Linked DNA regions of Sus scrofa: regions 2 and 3 are each linked to region 1. Evidence: chromatin contacts called from public Hi-C and HiChIP or PLAC-seq data. All regions are on one chromosome and are shown on one strand. The core of a region is the stretch at or near the end of the contact, and the rest is flanking DNA. Distances in the headings are between cores, read along the strand shown. Region 1 holds the start of KLF4 (Kruppel like factor 4). Region 2 has its middle 310 kb from the start of KLF4. Region 3 has its middle 290 kb from the start of KLF4.

What was found. A called contact is a pair of places that touch in the nucleus more often than the background predicts. HiChIP or PLAC-seq counts read pairs in DNA pulled down with a chosen protein or histone mark.
Region 2: an H3K27ac HiChIP or PLAC-seq map of skeletal muscle shows a contact between it and region 1, with 7 times the contacts expected there. The contact joins the enhancer-like site here to the promoter of KLF4 in region 1. A contact is called at or near these places in 12 of 47 Hi-C or Micro-C datasets (adipose tissue, alveolar macrophages, embryonic fibroblasts and 7 more) and 2 of 2 datasets of contacts at active chromatin or transcription factors (alveolar macrophages and skeletal muscle).
Region 3: a Hi-C map of adipose tissue shows a contact between it and region 1, with 4 times the contacts expected there. The contact joins the enhancer-like site here to the promoter of KLF4 in region 1. A contact is called at or near these places in 5 of 47 Hi-C or Micro-C datasets (adipose tissue, embryonic fibroblasts, epiblast stem cells and 2 more) and 2 of 2 datasets of contacts at active chromatin or transcription factors (alveolar macrophages and skeletal muscle).

What each region holds. Positions count from the first base shown.
Region 1 is chr1:248,607,572-248,611,300 of Sscrofa11.1, forward strand. It overlaps KLF4 (Kruppel like factor 4), which reads right to left and starts at 2,003. Exons shown (of 5, transcript NM_001031782.2): 1 at 1,405-2,003; 2 at 1,167-1,287; 3 at 1-502. The coding sequence starts at 1,409.
Region 2 is chr1:248,913,865-248,917,593 of Sscrofa11.1, forward strand. No RefSeq gene overlaps it. Among named protein-coding and RNA genes, the nearest start is that of KLF4, 310 kb to the left of the region's middle. Within about 2 kb of position 2,132, at least 11 of the 83 cell types and tissues checked have an H3K27ac peak or open chromatin away from gene starts, as enhancers often do. A contact at or near this core is called in adipose tissue, retroperitoneal adipose tissue, skeletal muscle and 1 more, where this site is marked.
Region 3 is chr1:248,896,584-248,900,312 of Sscrofa11.1, forward strand. No RefSeq gene overlaps it. Among named protein-coding and RNA genes, the nearest start is that of KLF4, 290 kb to the left of the region's middle. Within about 2 kb of position 2,083, at least 11 of the 83 cell types and tissues checked have an H3K27ac peak or open chromatin away from gene starts, as enhancers often do. A contact at or near this core is called in adipose tissue, omental adipose tissue and retroperitoneal adipose tissue, where this site is marked.

The sequences.
Region 1 (3,729 bases), core at 753-3,252:
GGTCCAATTCAGGCCGCAGGAGTTCGGCCACGAAGCCGCCCGAGGGGCTCACATCGTTGATGTCTGCCAGGTTGAAGGGAGCTGTCGGGGGAGGTGCAGACTCCCGGCCATAGAGGAGGCTGCCTCCAGTGCTGCCCGGTGCCACGCCCGGGTCGCCCCCAGCCCGGATCGGATAGCTGAAGCTGCAGGTGGAGGGCGCACTGGCGGGACCGCTGCTCGATGGGGAGGAAGAGGATGAGGCTGAAGCCGACGAGGACACGGTGGCGGCCACTGACTCCTGATGAGACAGTGAGTTGGAGAGGATAAAGTCCAGGTCCAGGAGATCATTGAACTCCTCCGTCTCCCTCCGGGGTAGAAGAGCCGGGTTGCTACTGCCGCAAGCCGCGCCGACTCCGCCACTCTCCAGGTCGGTGGCCACGGTCGCCGCCGCCAGGTCGTAGGGGCGGCCGGGAAGCACCGGGGGAAGTCTTTGCTTCATGTGGGAGAGCTCCTCCCGCCAGCGCTGCCGGGACAGGACAAGAGATACCGTCAGTGCAGTCCCTAACTGCCGCCCGACGTAGTGGTGGGCTGGCCGCGCCTACACCGCCTAGACGTGGGGACCTGGCCGGCAGGAAGCGCCTGGGAACTAAGAGTGCCAGCGTCGAAATCATGGCTGGGTCTGAAGAGAAACGGTGCGTGTATATGGAGGATGTTATGTTGTGTCTGCCCCATGGATTGTGAGCGCGCGCCGCGGCTCGCCAGCCTGGGTCCCTCCCCCGCCAGATCCAGGGGACGCTCCCGCCGCCCCAAGAATCAGGACACCGAAGCTCTCTCGGTGCGCCCTCGCCACGGGGACGCCTACGCGCCAAACTCACTCCCGCCCAGCCAGTGTCTGGGGACACAGACACCTCCCGCCCGGTAGCTCGCGCGCCCGCCCTGCCGCTTGCGTGCTCCGGGACGTGTGCGGGCCCGGTGTGCGCCCCCGGCGGCTCCACACCGTCCGGACCACACGCAAGCACAGCTGAGCCAAGAGCGCGGAAGCCATCCTGGGAAGGCTGCGGAGCCCGTGCGGTGGCTACTCCCTCCCCTCGTCCGGAGGGGTTCTGGGTGACCCCGGGGCTCCGCCCGTCCCCACCCCACCCACAGAAGCCCACTAGAGGTTCCCGACAGCCCGTGACAACACTCACGTTATTCGGGGCACCTGCTGGACGCAGTGTCTTCTCCCTTCCCGCCGGGCCGGACGCGAACGTGGAGAAGGACGGGAGCAGTGCGTCGCTGACAGCCATGTCAGACTCGCCAGGTGGCTGCCTGCGGGCCGGGTGGGGAGCACAGAGGCTTGAGTCAGGGGCCACTCTTGACGGCCGCTCTGGCGGGTCCCACCGGTCCTCACTCCTCCCTACTCCCCCACCCCCACGCCGCACTTACCTCATTAATGTGGGGCCTCAGAGGTCCTCCGAAGTCCGAAGCAGCGGGGGTACCCGAACCCCAGTCAACGAAGAGGGGGAAAAGACTTAGAAACGAAGCCAAAACCCAAAACCCCAAATTGCCAGAGATCCTTCTTCTTTGGATTAAATATAAAAGAGATGCCTTTAAAAAAAGTTCCTTTGTATACAAAAGTTCTTAGAAAAGTTGTAAACTCGTAAAAATAGACAATCAGCAAGGCGAGTAAGTAGGTCCGGTGGCCGGGCTGCGCTCTCTTCGACTCAGCAGTGTCCCCCACCGCTGTCGCGGTCGCCGCGGCTATGGCCTTGGGTGCTGGGGCTGTGGCCGGGGTGGCGGGCGGGCGGCGCCGCCAGGTGAGACTGGCTGCGGCGGCGCTGATCTGCGGACTGGGCGGCGGCGCAGGGCGCGGAGTCCGGGGGGCTGCGCGGGGCGCGCGCGGCCATGGGCGCTGGCCGCGGGCAGGTGGGTGGGTGGGTGGGGGCCGGAGGGGCGGGGAGGGGCACTTGGCGGCTCCCGGTGCCGCCGCCGCCCGCCACCGCCTCTGCTCCCCGCGCGCCCGCAGCCGCGCTCGCTGTCTCGGCCGGGGAACTGCCGGCGGCCGCCGCGCGCTCCTTACTTATAACTTCTTGGCTCCCGCCCTCCCCCCGCCTCCTACCCGCTGTGCGCAGGGGCCCGCCGCCAGGCCCCGCCCCCTCCCTTTCTTCTCCCCTCCCTTGCGCGGCCCCCCCCGCGCGTTGCCATAGCAGCTAAATAAACAAACTTGGCGCACGTGGGGCGGGGAGGAAGGAGGGGCGCGGCGGGGCACGGCGGGCCGTGACGCCAGCCCAGCAGCTGGCGGGCAGGAGCCGCGCTGACGCCGGCGGCGGTGGCGCAGTGGCTCAGGCGCTGGGTATACCGGGCGCAGGTCCGGTCGCCGCGCGACCAGGACAGTCGGCGTCGCCACGGGCAGCTCCCCAGGTTCGAAGCCTGCGGCCGAGAAGGCTGCTGGGGGCGAAGGGGGACGGTAACACGCCACTACCACAGCCCGGGTGAGCGCTCGCCGCGCACTTTGCGCCCTAGAGAAGAGCGCGATTATCCGCGTGACTCATCCAGAGCTCGTACCTCTCTTACGCACGCAGGAGCCCGGCTCTAGTCCCTGAGTGCCATTGCGGGCCCTTGGCCTGGCGTCACACGGCTCTTCGCTGGCACTTTTGCCGGGTCGCGGGTAGGGGGTCGAGATGGAAGCCCAGGACGGCAAGGCGAAGACTGGGAGCCTGAGAAGGCCGGAGGGGTGTTCCGCCTGGAAAAGGCTGTAAAAGACCAGAATGGGAAATGGAGCTACGGTTTTGATATTATTGAAGGAGAGAGGAAGGGACGGGAAAGTCTCAAAATTCACTTCGTGAGGTGGGGGAGGGAAGAGGGGCGTGAGGCGCGGAGATACCTTCAACCAGGAATCTCAAAGCATTTTGCAAGCCACGCACTGTCCTTTCCATTTTATGGATGAGAAAACTGAGTCATAAAGAGGTGAAGTGGCGAGGTAAAGGTCAACCGGCAACTCGCTCCCTTGTCTCGAGCGGTCAAGCCCACCGAAGGGACTTGGCTGGAAAGTGGCCCCATGCCAGAAAGTGGAGCGACGCATTGGAACCCCGGTTCCTGATAAGGTCACACGGAGCCCGCGGCGGCTGTCACTGCCCACCGGGAAGAGAAGAGGAAACTGCGATCGTTATTTCAGTCTTATAACTCTGCCTCCCCACCCCCCTCCCCTTAGTTTGTGATCAGTACTTTTCCAGCCGGGAAATGTTTTCGCTCTCATCTTCTCTGCAAGCAGTGCTTTTTTTAAAAAAACGTGAGTGTGGTGTTAGGTATCGCTTTCTAAACGTAGGCTTGCGAGGTGTTTTTGTTGGATTCAGGCGCACACAGGCCTCCGCCCTACTCCCCTCTCCGCGGAGCGCTCTTGAAGGTTAATGCAGTGGGTCCTGGCCGCTGGGAAAAGGGTCGAAGCCCTAGCACTGACCAGAGTGTGGGCTCACCCCTCACTGAGATCCAGTTACCTCGCACTTTTAAGTCGTGGTCACCTGTTTGAGTCCTGCGACCTATTAGGTTTCCTCAGAATATTTCTTATCCCTGATTTTTCCGCTCCTCGTCAACCACAGAAGCATTCTTGGAATGTATCTCGCCCCGACGAATCCATTCGGCCCTCTCTGCCAATTGTAGGAATCCCTCTCGGTCCGGAAGGTTGGAAGCCCTTGAGGATGACTTCCTCCAGCCCCGCTTTGGCCAATGGCTGAGAGGGGCTGCAGCTGAAGAAAGGGCATCCTTTGGCAGGGA
Region 2 (3,729 bases), core at 882-3,381, 310 kb after region 1:
TTTATTTTCTCCCAGCCACAATTTGTAGCTTCTTTTGACCTTAAGCCTACCCCCAATTTTTATGTATTATAAATGGATTCCTTTATACCTCCACAACATTTCTTGTTGACATGCAAGGATGCTATAGATCATTGCCCTTTTATCTTGTAACCCACTCTTTTGTGAAGCTCTTGTATCACCGTGGATGGTTCTTTTCAGGTTCCTGTGGATTTTTGGGAAGACACAGTGCTACCCTTGGGTTTAGGGCTCCTGAAAGATATAGTTGTGTTCCTTAAAGAGACGCTCGAATATTTCAGTTCTTTGAGCCATGTTGAGCATTGCCTCTACCAAGAATCAGGAGTTACTCTTGATGTCCTCCCTCAAAGACCTCATTCTTGGTTCTCTACTCTTTCGACCTCTCACCAAAGAACCAAGCTGAGTTCTTCCATAGGAAGATTCCAGATTGGAGTTCTGCCTCTGCACCTCCCAACCCATCCTCAGGCAGAACCCAAGTAGCTTGTGGTAATTTCAGAGTGGGTGTCTTTTTTTTACCCTCCCATCGACTTTTCACTTTTGCAAATGCACCTTTCCAGGCAAACAAGCCCTTTCAGAAGCAGAGAACATGTGAGATGGCAGTTGCCCAGGTGCCTGGGACCTGAGTTCTCATCTTGGCTTTGCTGATGCCTGGCTGTTGCTTTTCCATTTATTTACCTCTCTCTCTTATATAAAAGATTTAAGGTTGCTTTATTTATTTTTAATTAATTTTTTTTTGCTACACCCATATCATGCAGAAGTTCCCAGGCCAGGTCTCGAACCCGCACCACAGCAGTGACAACACTGGATCCTTAATCGATAGGCCACCAGGGAACCCCTAAGGTTGCTTTATACTATAGGAAAAATGTAGAAATAAGTTATAAGGAGGGCGGGGAGAAAACAAGAAAACAGAGGTTAGAAAAAATAGACTTGGAAATGACAACTAAAAACCCCCATGTGCACTTGTATTTGACCCAATTTAACCTTGAGCTTCCTAGTGGTCAGAAGACAGGGAGAAATACTTTGGGTAAGTTTTCTGAGATTTAGAGATAAACATCGACTTTATCTATCTCAGTTTCATTGTTGATAAAATGGTAAGAAAAACACCCACATCACAGGAATGCTCTGAGGGTGAAAGGAAATAAGGGGTATGAAATACTCAAGTACAATGGGCAATGCATGGTAGAGATCCTGCAAATTCTGGTTTTTATTGTTAGTATGATCTCTTCCAGGGTTTCTGCTTTAAAGTCAGAAATCAATGACCTTCAGCACTGTGGCTGGGGCTTCAATTGACTCAGCTTGATCCCTTTTCCAGTGCAGTAGAGGCTGAGAAATGATCTCTAGTAAACTGGATTACTCCTCTATAGGGAAGAGGGGGAATTAGTTAGCTTGCAACAGGAATGGTCAAAATAACTGTGTTCCTTTGTGTAAGATCCTATTGCAACCCACTTCCCAAGATGAACTGGCCCCCGCTGAATAGAACAGTAGAGCTTAAAGGAGCCTTGAAGGTTCATCCGACACTCTCTCTTTGCAGAGTGGGGAGGGGGGTGCTGGATTTTCCAGCATTGCCCAGCTGGAATTTGATGCTCAGATTCCAGTTGTTTTTCTTAAAGGATCCATTCATGAGAAGGACTAATGTGGAATTGAAGTCAAGGGGGGAAAAAAAGCTGATTTATTTATAGTTTAGGGAAGTGAAAGTCAGTTTGAGTTCGGAGGTTCATTGTTTCACTGTTACTACTTTCAGCCCTGGGGGGAATTGTCCATCCTTCTTCTTCCCTCTGCTGGCCCTAGAAAGTCAGCTCTCAGCTGCTGCCACCAAAGGGGCTCATTTTAAGAGCACACATCCTCTGGAAATGGTGGCCTCGTGTGGAGGAATGCAGATATCTGTAGGGCTGTATTTTCCTCAGTGCTTTTATGCTTTAAGAGAGAGAGAGTGGCTCAGCACATCTCTGGGCTATTTAAAGCTCACAGAGAGTGCCTTCTGAGGGCACGCGAGTGCCCTGGAATCTCAGTGGAACACTGGCTGAATTTGAGTGATAGTGTTTGACACTTTGAGTCACAGGCCGAATTCATCACGGTGCGGAGGGGAGAAGCTGGGCCCTCTCCTGCCTGTTGCCCGCCCACACGTGTGGGAGTGAGAAGCAGTCAAAATGCTGACGATGAAATGATGCACAAGGAGCATCCAGCTCCCAGCCAGGGGCCAAATCCCTTTCATCCAGGCTGATTTGTGCTAAATATGTGGCTGGCACTTCTACATGCACCCTCATCTTACCCTCCCTCCTGGCAGCCGGGTTGCTGGGTGGAGTTATCAGCCTCACTTGATGCAGAAGGTCACTCAGAGAAGTGGGCTGACATGCTCAAGGTCATGGTCAGCAGCCAACCCAGGTTCCAAACCTCAAGTCTAGCAGTCTTCTCGATACCACGGCCATCTACTCTTGGTGAAAAGATTAGTAAAGAAAAGAAACAAATTCAAGCCCCAAACGAAATCAGTGATTTCTGAGCAAGCTTCACTTCCTCTGGTCCCTAGTGCGGCCAGTCAAGAGCGACTCTGGTGTCACATTTTATGTCAGGAAATCGTGTGCCAGGGAGGTGAGTGCTGATAACCTTTGGTGCCATGGTGATGCAACTTGATGATTTTAAATAGTGTGTTTCTGAGATTGCCAGCAGCAGGGTTTATCTGGTGAGTTGTGCTTCCTTCTCCCTCTCCTATTTCCCTTTATGAGCTGGTCACTTGGGATGCCCGTCTCCCAGTGCATCTGTGTGCACTTGAGATCTGAAACCCCTGCCGGTGCCACCACCAGCTGCAGAAGCGCGCCGCTCGCAGTCATTTTTGGAAACCAAAAATGACCGGTCCCATAACTGTGATTAGATAAAGCTTGTAATTTGTGTTTGCTGTAGTCAGCGACGTGGTATTTTGGGACAAGCAGCCACTCTATGCTACATATAGCTCGGAATTTGCGGCTTTTGTGTAACCAGCCATTGCATGATCAAGGTGGTGAAGGCGAAAGAGGGAGAGAGGATGGAAGGATGATGGGAGGGAAGGCAGGAAGCCCTGCTCACAGACAGGCAGAGAACCAGGGAAGCCAGAAAGCTCGAAGGGCCTGCAGGAAATACTGGGTGACTTGTCCTGAAGAGAGACCCAGCCGGTTGCTGTCAGGCTCCTGAACACCACCGTCCTTCTCTCCTAACAGCTAGAGCCTTGTGACTCCCAGCGAGAGGCTTAGCTGTACCCCAGGCTCAAGGAAGGAGCCTACCCGGAGCCAGAGCATGACTGACGACACCCAAGGAACTTCAACTTTTCGGTGGTGGCTCAACTTTTCAGTTCAGCCGATAGATATTCCCTGATTCAGTGTTTCAGTTCTGAAAGGTCAGCCTCCTTCCCTGTCCCCAATTCTGGGGAACAATGTCCTTGCCCTTCCTCTGAGTCTCAGCTGGATAAAGCCCTTCCTTCCTTCACTATACACTGACTTAAGGCCTTCACATGCCACCAGGAGGGCCACTGGGGATATGAAAACGACAGAAACAAGTCAGCCTGAATTCCAGGCCTCCACACAAGGGCCCAATCAGTTCCGCTCCATCCTCCTCGGTTGCATCTGTACAATGAAGGGGTCTTTCCCTGAGCAGAGAAGGCCCATCCCCCAGTAATCCCTCGGCATGGACCCTGAATAGGAAAGACAAGTGCTGACATCATCGGGCAAGGCATTTAACCTGCCTGAA
Region 3 (3,729 bases), core at 833-3,332, 290 kb after region 1:
GTTTTAGAGGAGCTTCCAAAACTACTTAAAAATGTCCCCAAACCGGTATAAACACATCTGTAGTGAGAGATTATACGCTGGAGCAGCTCAGGTGCAACACCATGATTCTGGGGAGGTCCTGAAGCCCGTGGTGGGGTGGGACCTTGTGGCTTCAAGCAAGACCCTCCCTCCAGCTGCCACCAACCAGCTGTGTGAATCTGGGTCAGTGACTTTGCTTCTCTGAACCTGCAGAGCCTCATCTCTGGGGGGCATGATGATGGTGATTTCGGGAGTCCTTAAGAAGTGCCAAGGGTCGGGGCGGGGCTGGGGGCTTGGGAAACTGCAGCTGCCCTGGTTGTCAAGGTAGGAGAGAGAAGGGATGAAGGAGAATGGGAGGAAGGAAATGGAAGCTGTGCTTAGGTGAGGCTTGATGCAGGAGAGCTTTCTAAACACAAGGGAAATCCTATCAGAAGCAGATTGCTATGGAAGCAAAATGCCCCGTTATCTGAGTGAGGTTTTCGGGATAAAAATCTGACACCCAAATTCTTTCCGTGTGCTACTAATAGCACCACAGAGCAGAACAAATGGAAGGCATTTACCTTTCACTGACTCTCCCCTGTGCTGGCTTTTGATGGGGCAGTCAGTTCAGGCACCAGAGCCAGCTGCTGGCAGCTCCGGCTGGAGGGATCCAATTTGTAGCCTCTTCCTGGCCTGTTGCTTCTCTACGCGCCAGGCCCCTCGCACCCCTCCTTGGGTCCCTTTTTTAAGTGGAAAAGCTCCTGCCCGTGGCCCTCTGGAGGGGAGAAACGTGTCTATCCATCCTGCCAGGGTCCTCGCTGATGCCTGGCTTTGCATTATGGAAATGAAAAGGGGTTCAAGAGATCACTCTGGGGTTATCGGCCCTCCTGCTCTCTTCTGGCTGGACAAGGAGTGCAGGCAGGGCAAGCACTTGGTGTCAAGAAGCAGCAGCGTGGACTGGAACACTGGGTCCCCAGGGAATCCCTTGCAGAGATCTGAGCGGTCCCAGAAAATGGTCTCTAGCTGGCCAGGACCACAGGATGAGGATCCTTCCTCAAAGCCAGATCCCGGGGCGATGCTGGCTCACAGCGCTCTCGCATCACCCTCGCCTCCCCGTTCCCTAGCAATTCCTGGTTCTGGGCTGTGCTGGGCAGGCCCTCTGGTATCTCCTGCTCACTGTCACAGCTCAGGCTGCCACCACCTCTGGCAGCAGACACCACTCCGCCTGTGTTTCTGGGGCAAATGACTTGAGATGAATGCTGCAGTCTGGTGTACAGATTTTAGTTAGGCCCAGGACATTGGGTCCTCAATAACCTTTGAAAGTCCTCATTAAGCTCTTTGCAGAGGGCCATAAAAGCTTGTGTCATAAAAGGGTCAACGTTTGGCTTAGCCCAGCTATAAAGACAGAGCCTACACAGAAGGCCTGGGAGGCCCCCAAAAATCTAGCCCAGTGCCCCTGTGTTACTGGTGAAGGCTTGGATGCTGGGAAAGGGGCAGGAAGCTGCGTGCACTCAAGGACGTGGCAGAATCGCCGCTGGACCCCCGACAGCCCATTTACTTGACAGAGCACCACACCCCAGGAGGCAGTGTAGCATAGTGGCTGGGAATATAGGCTCTAGGAGCCAGGCTCCTGGGCTCAGACCTTGGCCTGGCCTCTTGGGAGCTGAGTGATCTTGGGCAAGTCATTAAACCTGCCTGTACATCGTTTTCCTTCTCTGTAAAACTGGGATAATACCGGTCCCTCCCCCGAAAGCTCCTCAGAGGGTTAAATGAGTCACCGTCTCTAAAACACTTAGAGCAGTACCTGGCACCTAAGAAGCCCTATATGAACATTCATTAAAATTATTATATTCTATAAGATTTGAATAACCTAATAACCGCACTTCAATAAACATTTTCAGGCTTTGTTCTGTGCCAGAAGCAGCATGTGGATGGGAGATTCCAGATGAACAAGTCATGGATTTGGCCCTCAAGCTGCTTGCAAAATCCTTTTAATGGGAACATCATGAAGAAATGATGAACCTGACCCAGCCTTGGGCTTGGAGAGGAGCAGACCCTTGGAAAGGCCAAGGGCAGGCATCCAAGCTGTAGCTACCACATTCTACAGACGGGCAGGCGAAGGCCTTGCGGGAGAAACAGCCATTGCTACCTGGGACTGATCATATTTTCCAACAGTGGTGGCAACTCCCATTCCACACTCTTTTCTAGAACCTTGTCACTTTCGGATCCAAAGGTGGAGTCTCATTCTCCTCCCCTTGAATGTGGGCAGGGCTCCTTCCTTGCTCGGAAAGAGCAGAAATCTGCAGAAGTGATGCTGCATGACTTCTGAGGCCAGATCATAAAAGATCAGGGCTGAGAAGTGAGCTGGGACCTTTGAGCGTTTGAAGCTGGGACATCTGCCTCTGGAGTCCTGAGCTGATATTTAGAAACCCGAGGCTGCCATGCTGTGGGGAAGCCCAGGTCACAAGGAGAGGACACGTGCAGAGTCTCGGGCCCACAGCACCACCCCGGGTCCTTACCGACAGCCAGATGTGTGAGTAAAGACGCTTCCAGCTGATTCCAATCCCTCGCTGCTGAGTCACCTCCAGTCTTTCGGTTTTCCCAACCGAGGGTTCAGATACTGGGGGAAAGAGTCAAACCTGCTCCCTTTCCAAGTTCCCAACCCACAGAATCTGAAAGTACACAAAAACAGCTATTTTAAGCCACTAAGTGTTGGAGTAATTTGTTACAATAGTAACCAGAACACTGCACCTTCTCCTAGGACTCATTCTTTTAAGACTCTCAGCAACAGACATTTTTTTTTTTTTTTCCTCCAGAGATCTTAGAGAAAGAAAGCTGTGCATGGCACAGTTATTAAGATCTGTTTCTTACAAACTCTTCCCTTCTAGGTGCTTTGGCTGGTCTGATAATTACATCAACATAAAACAGAGTAACAGGGGAAAAATGTAACTTCACATGCATATGGGAGTCCATAAAAATATGAAACTCAAAGAAGTGACCAAGGCAGGCGGCTTTGATACCATTTAGACAAAGAAACAATACATATGTAAAGAATTGACAAGACAAAGGGGTTTGGGCTTGGGACAGGAAATGTGTGAATTAATAAGGTGGGTTTATACAGCCTTCTCTGCCCTAAATTCCCTGTCTCTGGTGATGAGGATGTGCTACCTCCTGGTACAAGGCAGGTCCCCTTCACAGGGGAGGCTTACTTCCTGCTTTCAGGAGGACAAAGGAGGAGCAGAGTGTCCTTGTCCAAGCTGGTTTTAATTTTTAATTATTATTATTATTTTTTTAGGGCTGCACTCGAGGCATATGGAAGTTCCCAGGCCAGGGGTGGAATTGGAGCTGCAGCTGCTGGCCTAGCCACAGCCACAGCAACAACGTGGGATCTGGGCCTCATCTGCAACCTACACCACAGCTCTTGGCAACACTGGATCCCTAACCCACAGAGCGAGGCCAGGGATCCAACCCACGTCCTGATGGATACTAGTCGGATTTGTTACCACTGAGCCATGATGGGAACTCCCTCAAGCTGTTTCTGAAGTGGCTGTGATTCAAAAGAACCAATATGCCAAAGTGGCCCACTTGCTGGGGGTGGGGTGACATTCCGCTCTTCCTCACACACTTGGAAACCTGAGGGAGTCATCGCCAGCACCACCAGCAAAGAGGGCAAAGGAAGGCAGTGAAGACTCCCTGACCTGCCCTTGCAGTTCTCCTGCCCAGCGGGCTGGG